2 separate regions of the Bos taurus genome follow, and region 1 is linked to region 2. The links are chromatin contacts, called in public Hi-C maps. All regions are on one chromosome and are shown on one strand. The core of a region is the stretch at or near the end of the contact, and the rest is flanking DNA. Distances in the headings are between cores, read along the strand shown. Region 1 holds the start of NSMCE2 (NSE2 (MMS21) homolog, SMC5-SMC6 complex SUMO ligase). Region 2 has its middle 190 kb from the start of TRIB1.

What was found. Hi-C and Micro-C count contacts between places; a contact is called where the count stands out from the background.
Region 1: a Hi-C map of liver shows a contact between it and region 2, with 2.5 times the contacts expected there. A contact is called at or near these places in 3 of 11 Hi-C or Micro-C datasets (liver, skeletal muscle and skin fibroblasts).

Annotation. Positions count from the first base shown.
Region 1 is chr14:15,084,920-15,091,754 of ARS-UCD2.0, forward strand. It overlaps NSMCE2 (NSE2 (MMS21) homolog, SMC5-SMC6 complex SUMO ligase), which reads right to left and starts at 2,932. Exons shown (of 8, transcript NM_001075797.3): 1 at 2,836-2,932. WASHC5 (WASH complex subunit 5) reads left to right here and starts at 3,013. Exons shown (of 29, transcript XM_002692622.6): 1 at 3,013-3,188.
Region 2 is chr14:14,594,777-14,601,902 of ARS-UCD2.0, forward strand. No RefSeq gene overlaps it. Among named protein-coding and RNA genes, the nearest start is that of TRIB1, 190 kb to the right of the region's middle.

The sequences.
Region 1 (6,835 bases), core at 1,682-4,181, 490 kb after region 2:
CTGAATCAGTCTCTAGTGGACATTCTGAGGAAATGATATTTTTATGAAGCACCCCAAATAATTCAGGTATGGTGAACACTGAGATAATTGTGCCCTCCAAAATTCATGTTTACCCTAATTTCCAATGTGATGACATATGGAGATAGAGCCTGTGGGAGATGATTAGGTTTAAATGAGGGGGGAGCCCTCATGATGGGATTGGCATCGTTAGAAGAGGAAGAGACACAGGGCTCACTCTCTCTGTCCTTCATGTAAAGATACAGGAAGGTGGCCATCTGCAAACAAGGAGGAGAGCCCACCAGTACTCAACCACACCAACAACTTTTAGTCTTCAAAACTGTGAGAAATAAATTTCTGTTGCTTAAACCACCAGTTTATGATAATTTTTAACAGGAGCCTGAAGTAAGACACAATGTATGTAAGGATTAAGGGCTTTCCTGATAGCTCAGCTGGTGAAGAATCCGCAATGCAGGAGGCCCCAGTTCGATTCCTGGGCCTGGAAGATCCGCTGGAGAAGGGATAGGCTACCCACTCCAGTATTCTTGGGCTTCCCCGTGGTTCAGCTGGTAAAGAATCCGCCTGTAATCCAGGAGCCCCAGGTTTGATTGCTGGGTTGGGAAGATCCCCTGAAGAAGGGAAAAGCTACCCACTCCAATATTCTGGCCTAGAGAATTCCATGGGCTGTATAGTCCATGGGGTTGCAAAGAGTTGGACACGACTGAGCGACTTTCACTTTCACTTCTTCACCTTCATATAAGGATTAATATAATCCTGGACAAACGGAAAGCCATCCTTTTTATATGAATGCAAAATTCACATTACTCCAATGAAACTTTACACTTGCAGACAGGTGAGGGAAACATCTTTCTGTAATTCGGAAATACCAAGAGGAACGATTCAGATCCAAAAGCAAGAGAAATGGCTTTTCCCTATCTCTGACAGAGGAGCCTGGCAGGCAATAGTTCATAGGGTCGCAGAGTTGGACACGACTCAAGTGACTTAGCATGTAAGTACAGCTAAGTACGTAAGTCACAGGGCAGCCTGCCACAACAAAGAATTATTTGGTCCCAAATGTCAGTGCAGTAGTTGAGAAACCTTGGTTCAAACTGACCACTTCTTGAAGCCTTCCCGGGGGAACAGTAATTATTTTGTTCTCTATACCTATGGTCTCAAAGAAAGCTTAAAACACGATTACCCACTTCCTGAGTTTTTCCCCTAGCATATTCTGTTGCTTTCCCTACAGGCCTTGTCTTCATCAGTTGGTGCTGCTGCAACAAAATACCACAGACACAGTAACATATAAACAACAGAAACATTTCTACAGTTCTGGAGGTTATGAAGTCCAAGGTCAAGGCACCAGTACAGTCGCATTCTGCTGAAGGCCCTCTTCCTGTGGTTCATGGCCAAGGCCTTCTAGTTCTGTGTCTTTACATGGTAGAAGGGGTAAGAGACCTCTCCAGAGCCTCTTTTATAAAGGTATCAAGCCTACTTGGAGGGCTCCATCCTCACGATCTAAGCACTTCCCAAAGGCTCTAGCGCCTAATTGCCATTTCTTGGCTTTGGGAATTCAACATATGATCTGGGAGTGGGGTAGGAGAGGATATAAACATTCAGACCACAGCAGGTCTTTAAGATTCTCTGTAGATGGGGTGGCCAATAATCAGCTAATGTAAAAATAAAAATACCCCTCTCATCTTTGGGTACAGCAAGTGGTAAGCACACAAATAACCTAGATACTGTGCTGACCACCTTTAAATCCATAGGGCCCTATACAAATTCAGCCACCAGAGCTGTACCTTCTTTTTCAATATGCAAGGTTACATCTTTATGAAGCGTTCTCTTATCCATACAAACAATTGCTTGTTTTCTTCTTCATGCTACTACTATCCCCCTCCCCCAACCACACACACATATTCTACTTTAAAGTGAAAGTGAAAGTGAAGTCACTCAGTCCCCTCCGACTCTTTGCAACCCCATGCACTATAGCCTACCAGGCTCCTCTGTCCACGGGATTTTCCAGGCAATAGTACTGCAGTGGGTTGCCATTTCCTTCTCCAAGGGATCTTCCCAACCCAGGGATCGAACCCAGGTCCACTTGCTCACATGTCTGCCACTCTTTCACCTTGTCAGCAACTTAAACTAGAATTCTGACATATTCCACACTACATAAAACAGCCCCTCACACAAAATAGGCAACCAATAAAAATTTGGAAGAGTTACATCAATAACAGAAACCATTTCTATGTCCCCTATAGCATGCCATGAACTGGCATCCCTAAGCTTTGCTCTCATTATAGTTAATCCTCACAACCATTTACAGGAGAGAAGAGAAAAGGAAACTGACGCCCTGAGAGTTTATTTCAAATATGTGCCCAAGGCCCTGCTTTGAAAGCCAGCTCAAACCAGATTTATTTAGATCAAGAATTCGGGACCTCACACTACTGTATATAAACAGATAAACTATAGAGTCCTACTGTAAAGCACTGGGAACTATATTCAATATCTTAATAATCTATAATGGAAAAGAACCTGAAATATATACATATACACATATATGTCCGAATCACTTTGCTGTACACCTGAAACTAACACACTGTAAGTGAACAATATTTCAATAAAACATAATTCATGATCCACATATTTAGAGCCAAAGGATGGAGAGATGGCGTCTTGGAGAGTGAGGTCAACGGCCCCAGCCTCCCCGCTGTGACCGTGAAAAGAACCACGACCATAACCCAGGTCCACAGATAGCAGCTCCGGGCACCCGCCGAGCGCCCGAGAAGCAGGCGACACCCCTCGTCACCCTCCCATCGCTATCCCTCGCTCCTGCCTTACCTGGCTGCCGGATGTAGCTCTTGTCTGGCTGCGCCCGGATTCCCCGCGCCCGGACCCCAACTCCTTCCTTCACTCCCTTCCTCTGTCGCTGAAACGGCGAGCGCGGGCTCGGACGTCATCAGTAGTCGCCGGCGAGCGGTCACATGACGCCCCGCCGCCGCTCCCCGCCCCTCTGTCATGTGACAGCCGAGGGACCAGTGGCGGAAGCCGGGGTCTGGCCGGCTCAGGATAAGGGAAGGGCTGGGGGTAAAAGTGGAAGGACCCTTACGGAGACGGAGGGTGGGGGCCGGCGTGCAGACTCCGCGCACGACCGCGGGCCCTGCGCGTGCGCCCTGGCGCGGCCCGGGTGACAGGTGAGTCGGGGCAGTGTGCGCGCGCCGCCTCCTTCATGTCCCCCGTCCCCTCCCCCGCCCGGGGCTGGGCCGCGCTGGCCCAGGCGCGGGGCTGGGGAGATTTTGCGGCGTGGGGTGGGGTCTGGAAGGGGGAGCCTGGCGTTAGAGGACTGGGGGTTTTCCTGGAACCGCGGCTGCAGTTCAGACTCCGCATCTCCACTCAGGTGGAAACAGTTTTACACCCTGCTTTGGCGCTTTAGAAGCGATGATGTTCAGCTCCTTGGTCCGCATCTGATCCTTCCAGGTTTCCGGGAGTAAGGCTTTGTGGACGTCGTGATTCCTCCATTTACCCTCGAGAAACCTGAGTGGTTGGTGGAAGCTTTTACAGTCTGACGGACTTCAGTTTGAATTCTCGTTTTGCCATGGACTGAGTTTGGACAAGTCATTGCTGCTCTCTGCACCTTGGTTGCCTCACCTGTGACACGCCAAAGTCCTTTGCATTAAAAAAAAAAAAAAAATTCTGAGGGTCCTGATTTGTCTGTGGTAGTAAAGTAGTGAAGTGAAAGTCGCTCATTCGTGTCCGACTCTTTGCGACCCCATGGACTATACAGTCCATGGAATTCTCCAGGCCAGAATACTGGAGTGGGTAGCCTTTCCTTTCTCCGGGGGGGTCTTCTCAACCCAGGGATCGAGCCCAGGTCTCTCGCATTGCAGGCGGATTCTTTACCAACTGACCCACAAAGGGAAGCCCAAGAATACCGGAGTGGGTACAGTTAGAAAAACAGAAAACACAGAGCCTGGAAGGGAACTGGGTCTCCGGATAGATTGCAAGTGCGTGGAACTTCCTCCAACCTTGATGGTTGCCGGAAGGAGGGAGATTCTTCACTGCCTTTGTCCGCTACAAGGAACACCTTCCGATTTTTTTTATTCTGTTTCAGGATCCATGAATCAAACTAAAGTGATTAGGCTCATTTTAGAACTTTCCTGTAAGAGATGCGCCTGTGGTTTTTATCTCGATCAGCAACCGCTACAGTTTATTCCTGGTAATGGATGGGTGGGGACTAGTGCTCCGTTCTTTATGTAACTGAGGTTTTTATGAAAGGATTAAACTAGATCAGTCTTCTTTTGTCCTCTGTGTAGGATAAAGAATGATTCTTCCCAGGGAACTTTAATTTTCATAATTCAGTTCTGGACTCCTTGGGCAGTTGGTATAATGCTGCCATGCTTCATTCTTGAAAGCATGTTGTCTTTTGTCTAGAATTACTTTCCAAACTAAAAATCACAGTTCCATATCAGTTCTTTAAAATTAAGTTACAGCCACTTTTCTGGGTGCCTTGTAAAAAGAAACAGGAAATTGAGTGGAATTTCTGGTTTCATTTCATGGCAAATAATAAGACAACCTACACTGAGATGAGTGGTCATTATGAATTGTCTTCATTCCTAGCACCAGGAGAACCTCTAAAAGGAAGATTTAATATATTATAATTTCTTCTACCATGCTTATTCATACCTCATTCTAGAGTGATTTTTTTTTTTTAAGTCTCAACTAAGTCTTAACATCTGTAAAGCCACCTACCTCTGAGATCACTGCAACATGATTAGGCGTATTTAATGATGCTTCTTAAATTCTATTCTTTAGGACCAGTTTTTCAGCCAACAATGGGGCTATTTACCAAAGACTGTTGTCGTTGAGTCACAAAGTCAAATCTGACTCTTTGAGGCCCCATGGACTGTAGCCCACCAGGTTCCTCTGTCCATGGAATTTTCCAGGCAAGAATACTGAAGCGGGTTGCCATTTCCTTCTCCAGCGGATCTTTCCAACTCAGGGATTGAACCCATGCCTCCTATCTTGGCAGATGGGTTCCTTACCACTGAGCCACCAGGGAGGCCCACAAAAACTTTAGTCAAATTTGAAGTTGCCTTGAAGTTGCCTACAGTGTAACTCATTGGGTAAAAAGGATTTAAATAAGACACAGGCACACCAGAGTTTTGACTTATGTCATTATCCCAGGCCTAAGCCTCCTTGACCACATGCATGCATGTGCCCAGTGTGTCTGTTTCTTGGGAAAGAAGGCAGGTCATGTTGCTTTGCTTTAAGCTGTTTTCTCTTGGCCACACTGTCCTGTCTTGGTATCCAAATGGTAGCAGTTAGACCTGTTCATCCTAGGCTCCCCACTTCTGAATTGAGTCTAGAATTTCATCCTGCTGAAACCTGGGTTAGTTTGGTGTTCTTCAGAGGACTTCAAGTGACTTTTGTTCCCATTTTCCTTTATTTTCTCCTTGTCTCATTTTCCAAGCCAGACCATTTCAGTAGGAGAAGTGGAATGAAATTATCTGAAATTCAGCCTACTAGGGATCAGTGTGACTCAACAAGCAAGCTTCACAGAGAAAACTGAAGGGACTTGTTAATAATTTATGCCTTAAAGTATATTATAGACAACCCTCGCACGAAAGAGTTCTGGATAACTGTAGTGGCTCCTCTGTAATCCCTGCTATGGGCCCCAGCTCCACCTCCCCCAGCTCACTCCCCACCAGCCACATCAACTACGTGTTCTTCCTTGCACATTCCTACCCCGGGGCCTTACTTGAACTTCCTTATAACTCCTTCCTGGAATGCCCTTCTCCTAGATCATCATCTAAAATTACCTTCAAACCTAGTGGCTTTAAAACAGTATAAACATTTTTTTTCTTTTTTTTTAAATTTGTATTGGTGTATAATTGATTTACAATGTTGTATTAGTTTCAGGTGTACAGCAAAGTGAATCTGTTATACAAATACATATATCCACTCTTTTTTCTATTCTTTTCCCATATAAGCCATTACAGAGGTAAAAAAAAAAAAAAAAAAAAAGTAAGCATTTATTGTCTAATTAATGTTTGTGGTCAGGAGTCAGCTGTGTGACTTAGCTGGTGCCTTTGGCTCAGGGGCTCTTGGGACGTTGCAGTCAAACTGTGAACACAAACAGATCCGGGGCGGAGGGTGGGGGTTGGGGGGATCCATTTCCCAGCCTACTCAAGTGGTGAGTGACAGACTTCTCCATCATCCTATGGGCTCCCTCCACAGGGCTCTCTTACACCCTGACAACTTGCTTTTCCCAGGACACATAAGCTGGAAAGGGTTCTCAAGCCAGAAGTCACAGTCTTTTTTGCAGTCTGATCTCAGAAATGGCGTTTTCACATCCTCCATATTCTTTTCTTTAGAAGGAAATCAGGAAAATCACACTCAGAGAAAGAGGCCTACACAGAGCATGAACAGGGAGGACCATCTTAGAGACCTCAGATACCCTTACAGCTTGCTCCCTCACTTGCTTCTGATCTCTGCTCAAATACCGTCTTATCAAAGACACTTTTACAAACTGTGTAACATCACACACACTCCATCCCTTTACCATGCTTTTCTTTACACGTTGTCACAGCCTGATACATGATTTACTTATTTATCTCTTTCCCACTCCCAGTAGTATGTAGGCTTCATGAGAGCAGGAACTCAGTTATGTTCACTACAATAGTCGCAGGTCCTAAAACAGTGTTTCGCACATAGAAGGCACCGGATAAATATTTGTTGAACAAGTGAATCTATATTATTAAGAATGCTTTCATCTACAAATAATGCAAAACCCAGTTAACAGTAGATAAACCATAAAAGTGGTCCATTTAACAAGGATTAC
Region 2 (7,126 bases), core at 3,150-5,649:
ATCCCTGGGGACTTAGGAATATAAAATCATGTTTTTCCTAATGGTATTGTAAGTCCCTATAGTACAGCAACTCACCTCACCTTCTAGTGTGTTGTTAAACACTCAACACTAGGTGAACAATATAGATGAAGAGAAAGACACAATTTTCTTTTCTATTTAATGAAAGAAGTGAAAGTGTTAGTCACGTCTGACTCTTTGCAACCCCATAGACTGCAGCCTGCCAGCCACCTCTGTCCTTGGAATTCACTGGACAGAGGCAAGACACTGGAGTGTGTAGCCATTCCCTTCTCCAGGGGATCTTCCCAAGATCCAGAGGTGGAACCCAGGTCTCCCGCATTGCAAAAAGATTCTTTACTATCTGAGCCACCAGAGAAGTCCTTGTTTAATGAGCTTAATACAAAAAGTTTAAGCTTCCTCCCCTTGCCCTTATCCCTTGGTTAGAGGCTGCTTTTTCGCTGGGTCTGCTGAGGACAGAAGCCTGTGTATTCAGTGCTTCACACTGGCCTACTCATCATCACATCACAGCCAGACCCACCTCAAATTGGAAAGTACAACCTCAAAGCCCTCCCAGGGCCCAGCTCTAAGAACAATCAACCCAGAAAACGTGGAACGGAGAAAGCATCTTTGCAGTCATGGGCCATTTCCAAAATAATAAATGACACTGCTATAAAGCACAAAGTGTGGGGGTCCCTTGTTTCACAGCAACAGGTAATTAACACACCCTCGACTGAAGGGCTGCGCCCACACTTTAGATAACACTATTCTGAAGGACCGACATTAAGTCACCATTCCAGTGGGGTGAGTGGGATAATGATGAAAAGCAGAGGCAGAAAGCTAGATGAGAAGTCAAAAGCCTCGCATTCTGGTTCCAGCTCTATCAAGACTCCCCAGCTGCGTGAGCTCCGTGAGATCATTTCCTCTTCTGTAAAGTGGAATTCATGATAAATACCCATCTTACGTCACACTGTCATTATTAGACTCAGATGACAGAACCCCAGCAAAGCTTTGTTAATACATGAGATTATATCCCAAGTAAGGGGTTATAATCATCCACGTTATCAAAATCATTCTTATGGATGGATGTTACAAAGTAAAGCTGGCCAAAGTTAAAATGGTTCAGTCAAAGTAAACAGAACCCACTCCGAGTATTTGGAACAAGGTGAAGTTAACATGGGAAATGGGCTACGCAGCTGATGGAAAGGCTGGAAACCCCACCAAGAAGTAATGGGGCCACCCAACGATTAATAATAGCAGCAAGTCCCTTAGCTGGAGGGACAGAAAGAAACGGCAGGATCATACGAACCCAAGGCCTGGGGTCATCTTATAAGAATGACCCCAGGAACCGTGGTGGGAGCCAGAGCCAAGAACGAAATGCAACCTCTGCCACACGCTTCTGAAGGCGGCGGGGAGAGGAAATGCCCTTTCCCATTTCTCCCTTCCTGATGCCCTTCAGTAATGGTCCAGTGCCTCCCATGTGCCAGACCCAGCCAGAAACCAGCTAACACAGGAGTGACAAGTGGACCTGGAGCCAACAAGCCCTGGGCCAAAGAAGCAGTCTGTTCAACCAGAAATGCAATAATACACTGGAAATGGAAGTAACACACTACAAAGTTCCAAAGACTCAGACTCCAAAAGATTGCCTGGCCATTCATCTGGTGCAATCCCTCATTCTCCAGGTGAGGCTTCAAAGAGGACAATGATATGACTTGCCCCAAATCAGCTGGCTAAGGGCAGCCTGGAACCAGGGCCTCTGAATTCCCAGTTCATAGCTTTTCTTCACAGCGTTAATTTTACCATAAAGACTAGCAGAGGCACTTGAGCTTCACAACAGGAGGTATTCCAATAGTTGATTTCTAAGATGGCTATTTGAACCTGAGAACTCACTTTCCCCTGAAACAAGGTTATCTTGGCTGACTGACAGTGGTCCCAGTCTGGCTATTGAGCCCACAACACGAGAAGAAAGGAGGGCTTCCCAGGTGGCTCAGTGGTAAAGAACCCACCTGACAATGCAGGAGACTCGAGAGATGTGGGTTTGATCCCTGGGTTAGGAAGATCCCCTGGAGTAGGAAATGGCAACCCGCTCCAGTATTCTTGCCTGGAGAATCCCACAGACAGAGGAGCCTGGCAGGCTGAAGTCCAGGGGGTCCCAGAGAGTCAGACACTACTGAGCGACTAAACACACACGCACAACAGGCTGATGAGCATCTTTGTCCCAGGGCAGAAGAGAAGAGAGTCTCCCCCATGTGCTTGCTCTGTCATCCAAGGTGTGATGGGCGTGGGGACCCCCACCACCCCTACTGCTATTCCTTCCCACAGTGGCCATTCCTGGGGCTGCAGGGCCAGCAATGGAGTAAAGAGCACCTGGAAGGCTGAGAGCAGGTTCTTTTTTTGTTTGTTTAATACCTTTGTACCCTCAGCACCCTTCCAGTAACCAGCCCAGCTCAGTCCTGTGATTGCCAGCATGCCCTCCCTAGAGGGGTCTGAAATAGCAACTTCAAAGAATAGGCGCTATTATGAAATCACTTTATATTAGGAAAATGAAAAAAAAAAGTCTTTTGTTTTTCTACTACAAGTGAAACAGTAAAATTTGCGTGCATAAGCACAAAGTGCTCTTAGATGGTGAGGAAAGTGAGGGGAGATGCTGAGAGATGGGGGCCTGTTATCTGTGAGATGAAGGCCCCATTCTCCGGGGCTGCAGTGGGTTCATTCTCCTGCGATTTGGGCAGAGGATTCTTTAACTGCTGCAAGGTTGCCCACACTAGATCTTCTGGTTTTGGACGTGGCTCCTACAATTCGTGAGCTCCAATTTCAATAACCAACCACCCAAAAGAAAGAAAATACCCATCCACCCAAAAACGAGAATGAGGGCAAATTCCCCAGGAACTTAAAATGCAACTTTGGTGCTAATGCAGAAATGGAAACCGAAATACACTTTCTGCTTTGCAGGTCAAAACGCAGAGACGTATTTCCTCAAAACTTGACCCTGCCTCCCAGCTGCAGAGAACAGGAAATCCAAGTCTATAGAGCTTTGCTGCATTCACACTCCAGTGGCCTCGGCCGTGAAGCTTCCCTACCCTGCGGGGTGGAAGTGATTGGTCCCCATCCCTCACCCCCTGCCCCTCTTTCTTGTTCCCATCCCACTGGGTCAAGGACACCAAATACAGTCCCACAAGTAGAACACTGGCCAATTCAGGAGATGCCATTTCCGTCAGCTGCGGTGCGAATGGCACCCCCCGGAGTTGTGCCACGCTTCTATTAGAACATCTTGCCGATGGCAGTGTTAAGACTGACACCTACAAGGCCACAAGCTTCTGGCTGAACTACAGTCATCTCTGTGACTCTAGCACCTAACACAGTGCCTGGTACAGAGAATCTCGATGTGAACTTGAAGGGATTTCAGAAGCAATGAATTTGAGAGGAGAGTCAGCACCCCCACTTAGACAGGAAATAAGTAGTTATTTTAAATAGCAGTAGCATCCTAATTAAAGTATGGATTCTTCTTCAAATAACCTTGGATACTTTAAAGAGTAAATATACAGAGTGATTAAGATCTCTGGCTCTGAGATCAGAAGGATTTGGTTTTGAATCCTTGCTCCACAACTACTAATCCAAAGGTCTCTAAGCCTTAGTCTCCTCATCTGTGAAGATCTACTAAGATCACGCCTTAGCCTAGTGTCTGATACACAGTAATGTACAGTATGTCTTGGGTGTAATGATGAAGTAGATTGTTAATGGCAATTAAGCAACATTTAAATGTTAATCCTAAAAGGCACATTTTAGTTATCAATATTTATATCCCACAAGAATGAATATGCCCAGGGCATACTGAGTGCTTGTGTGTGTGTGTGTGTGCGCGCTCAGTCGTGTCTGACTCTTTGCAGCCCCATGGACTGTGGCCCACCAGGTTCCTCCGTCCATGGAATTTTCCAGGCAAGAATACTGGATGGGTTATGGGTTACTATTTCCTACCCCGAGGGGATCTTCCCTACCCAGGGATCGAACCCAAGTCTCTTGAGTCTCCTGCATTGGTGGATTCTTTACCACCTGGCCATCTGGGAAGCCTCTGTTGAGTGCTTAGTTAATGCTTATTGAATGAGAGAGAAAGGAGAGACCTAGTGAGAGAATGAGAATCAAGGGTGGAGGGGAGTGAGTAGGGAGAGGGAAGAAGGGAGGGTGGAAGGGAAGAGGGCACTGAACCAGGAGTCTGGAGAGATACAGCTTCAAATTTGACACCACTAACACTGTGACCTTAAGTCCCTTTCTTGGTCTCAATATACTCCTTTTTTAAGATCAAAGGTCATTAGTCGATGTCTCAGGTCCCTTCTCCATATCCCCTCTCTGCTCTCTCCTGATCCTTTTTTGCAGCTTTCCTTCACATCCTGCAGGTGGTGCTGCTGAGTTAAGAAGAAAACCTGTTTTTCTGCAGCCTGGTTCCCAGCTGCCAAGTCTCTGCTTGAATAGCAGACTGGGAACCAAAGAAATCACTTACTTGTTGCTGAAAATGCCCCGGGGCAGTAAACGAATCATTCCGTTTCCTTTCTCGCCTACTTGGCCTCTCCTGGTGCCATGAAATCTCTCTGGGTGTGGGGAGGCAGCTGGCCCTGAAATTCCGAGTCCAGTTCCACTACTTCCTGGCCAGTGACCTTGAGCAAAGGCATTTGCCCTTTTGAAGTGTCAATACGGACAGCCCTGGAAACAGTGGGAAAATTTGTTAAGTAGTGTTCAGCAGTTGAAGAGCCCAGTGCCTGGCCCATAGTAGATATTCAAGAAATTCATTTGCCTTTCCTTCCCTGCTTTTCACTCACTAAGGACTACGGCTAGTGTTGAGAAGAAATGAACTGTGCAGTGCCAGAGTGATGAGGAGGTGGGCTTTCCAAGGGGATTCACTGAGGACAAGACATGTCATCTGAGGCTGGAAAGATGAGAAGGAGAGATGGCCCAGGCAAAAGGGCCACCCTATGCAAAGACAGCCAGTCTTACCCAACTCCCCTGCCCCATACTTTACAGACTGATCCTGAGTCCAGTGGCTGTGTCTCCTGAGCCCAGAGCCCACCTTGTTCACGCCTCTACGAAGGTATCTGCCTATGTTGTAAGTTATATATATCCAGTCATGTCTCTTTAAGGACTAGGAGTGAATTTTATTCATCTTTGCCTCCCTGGAGCCTGGCACAATAAATGCCTTAATGAATAGATGAGCCGACGAATGTACCACCTTGGCATCATCCTGGCCCTTTTTCTCTGCACGCTAAGTTGATTCAGTCATGTCTGACTCTTTGCAACCCCATGAACCATACCCTGCCAAGCTCTTCTGTCCAGGGGATTTTTCAGGCAAGAATACTGGAGTGGGTTGCCACTTCCTGCTTCAGGGGATCTTCCCAACCTAGGGATTGAACTCATGCCTATTATGTCTCCTGCATTGCAGGTAGGTTCTTTACCACTAGCATCACCTGGGAAGCCCTCTCTTTTTCTCTAAGCTTTTTTTTTTTTTTTAATGTGGACCATTTTTAAAGTCGGTATTAAATTTGTTACAATATTGTTTCCATTTCACATTTTGGTTTTTTGGCCTCCAGACCTGTAGAATCTTAGCTCCCTGACCAGGAATCAAATCAACAACCCCTGCATTGGAAGGCCAAGTCTTAACCACTGGATTGCCAGGGAAGTCCCTCATCCAGTCGCTCATTGGATGTCTCTATACGTAGGCATCCTGACCTTTAGCTGCACCTCCCCCAACACGTATTTACCCCTTGATACCTGGTGGGTTCTCAATACATGCTCACATTGTTGAAATTAAGTTGCATTTTCATTTACTGAGTACCTGTAGTGTGCTGGGCACTGGAGATGCAAAGATATGCAAGGAAGGGCTTATTTTAGAAGAATAAAAGAACAGGAACACATATGCAACATTCGCTATGTTCATATCCCACGGCTAAGTGCTCTGTACATACTCTTTCTTAATGCTCACCAAACCCTATGAAATGGGTACTATGATTAGCACCATTTCACAGGTGGGGAAAGTAAGGCCCAGCTGGGGAGACTTGTACAGGATGGCAGAGCCAGACTGAAAGCCAGGAGTCCAACATGAAAGGCCTTGCCACTCACCACTGTGTCGTGAACATGCACAGGTGTGTGTTTACAAATCACGTGTTCAGTGTAGGAGAGCTCAGGACTGCAATGGCAGTTGGGGAAGATTTCCCAGAGAAGAGTCAGGAAGGGCTTTCCAGATGGATCATGGTGCCAGTGGGGAAGGTGCTGGAGAGGGAGAGGAAGGAACATTCTAGAAGGAAAGAAGTGTGCAGTCTGCAGGGAACATGGCAGACAGACAGAACCTATCTGGGAGACGCTGGCTGCTCCTCCCCTCTGGAAGGTCAAGTGCTGAGTCTAGAACAGGCCATCTCAGGAAAAGACACACAGTACTAGAGACTCTCCAGATAAGTCTAAAAATAGAAAGCTCCGCCCCCCACCCCACCCCTTTTGGAGAGCTGATCTGTGTGACTTGCCTGCTGTAGTCTGGGCAATCAAAACATACAAAGGCCCCAAACCCTTATTCAACATTCACTGAACACCTACCACGTGCAGGAACTTACCCATGAGCACCCGATCTGGGCTGTATATGTTGTACTATAAGAGCTGGTGGAACAATAAGGTTTGAATCTGTCCAGGTTTGAATCTCAGCTCTGGTAAACACTCACCTTGCACAAGTTACTTCTCCCGTCCATGTCGTGTTTCCTCGTGTGTTAAAAGAATACTGATAAACAGCAATCATACAGGACTGTTGTTTTAAATGAGTTCTTTCATGTAAAGTGCATAGAACACAGCCTGGAAGATAGTAAGCACTTAGTAGATGCTGGATATTTACATGTGTGCTCCCACTGAAAATTTACTCTTGATTGAACACCTACTAAGTAAGAGAACCAGGGGGCCAAAATGGTATCACTTGTGCTAAATCCCATGATATCAAAACTGGATTTAAAACCTGACTTACCTGCAATTTCAACCTTCCCCCAAAATGTGGTCTTAATCACCCAGTCTGGAATTTTCCGGTTGGCACCATTGAGGTAATCTGTCATGGGGGTGTGTCCCTCCCCACCCCCTTCCTTTGACAGGCAATTCGCATGACAAAGATGCC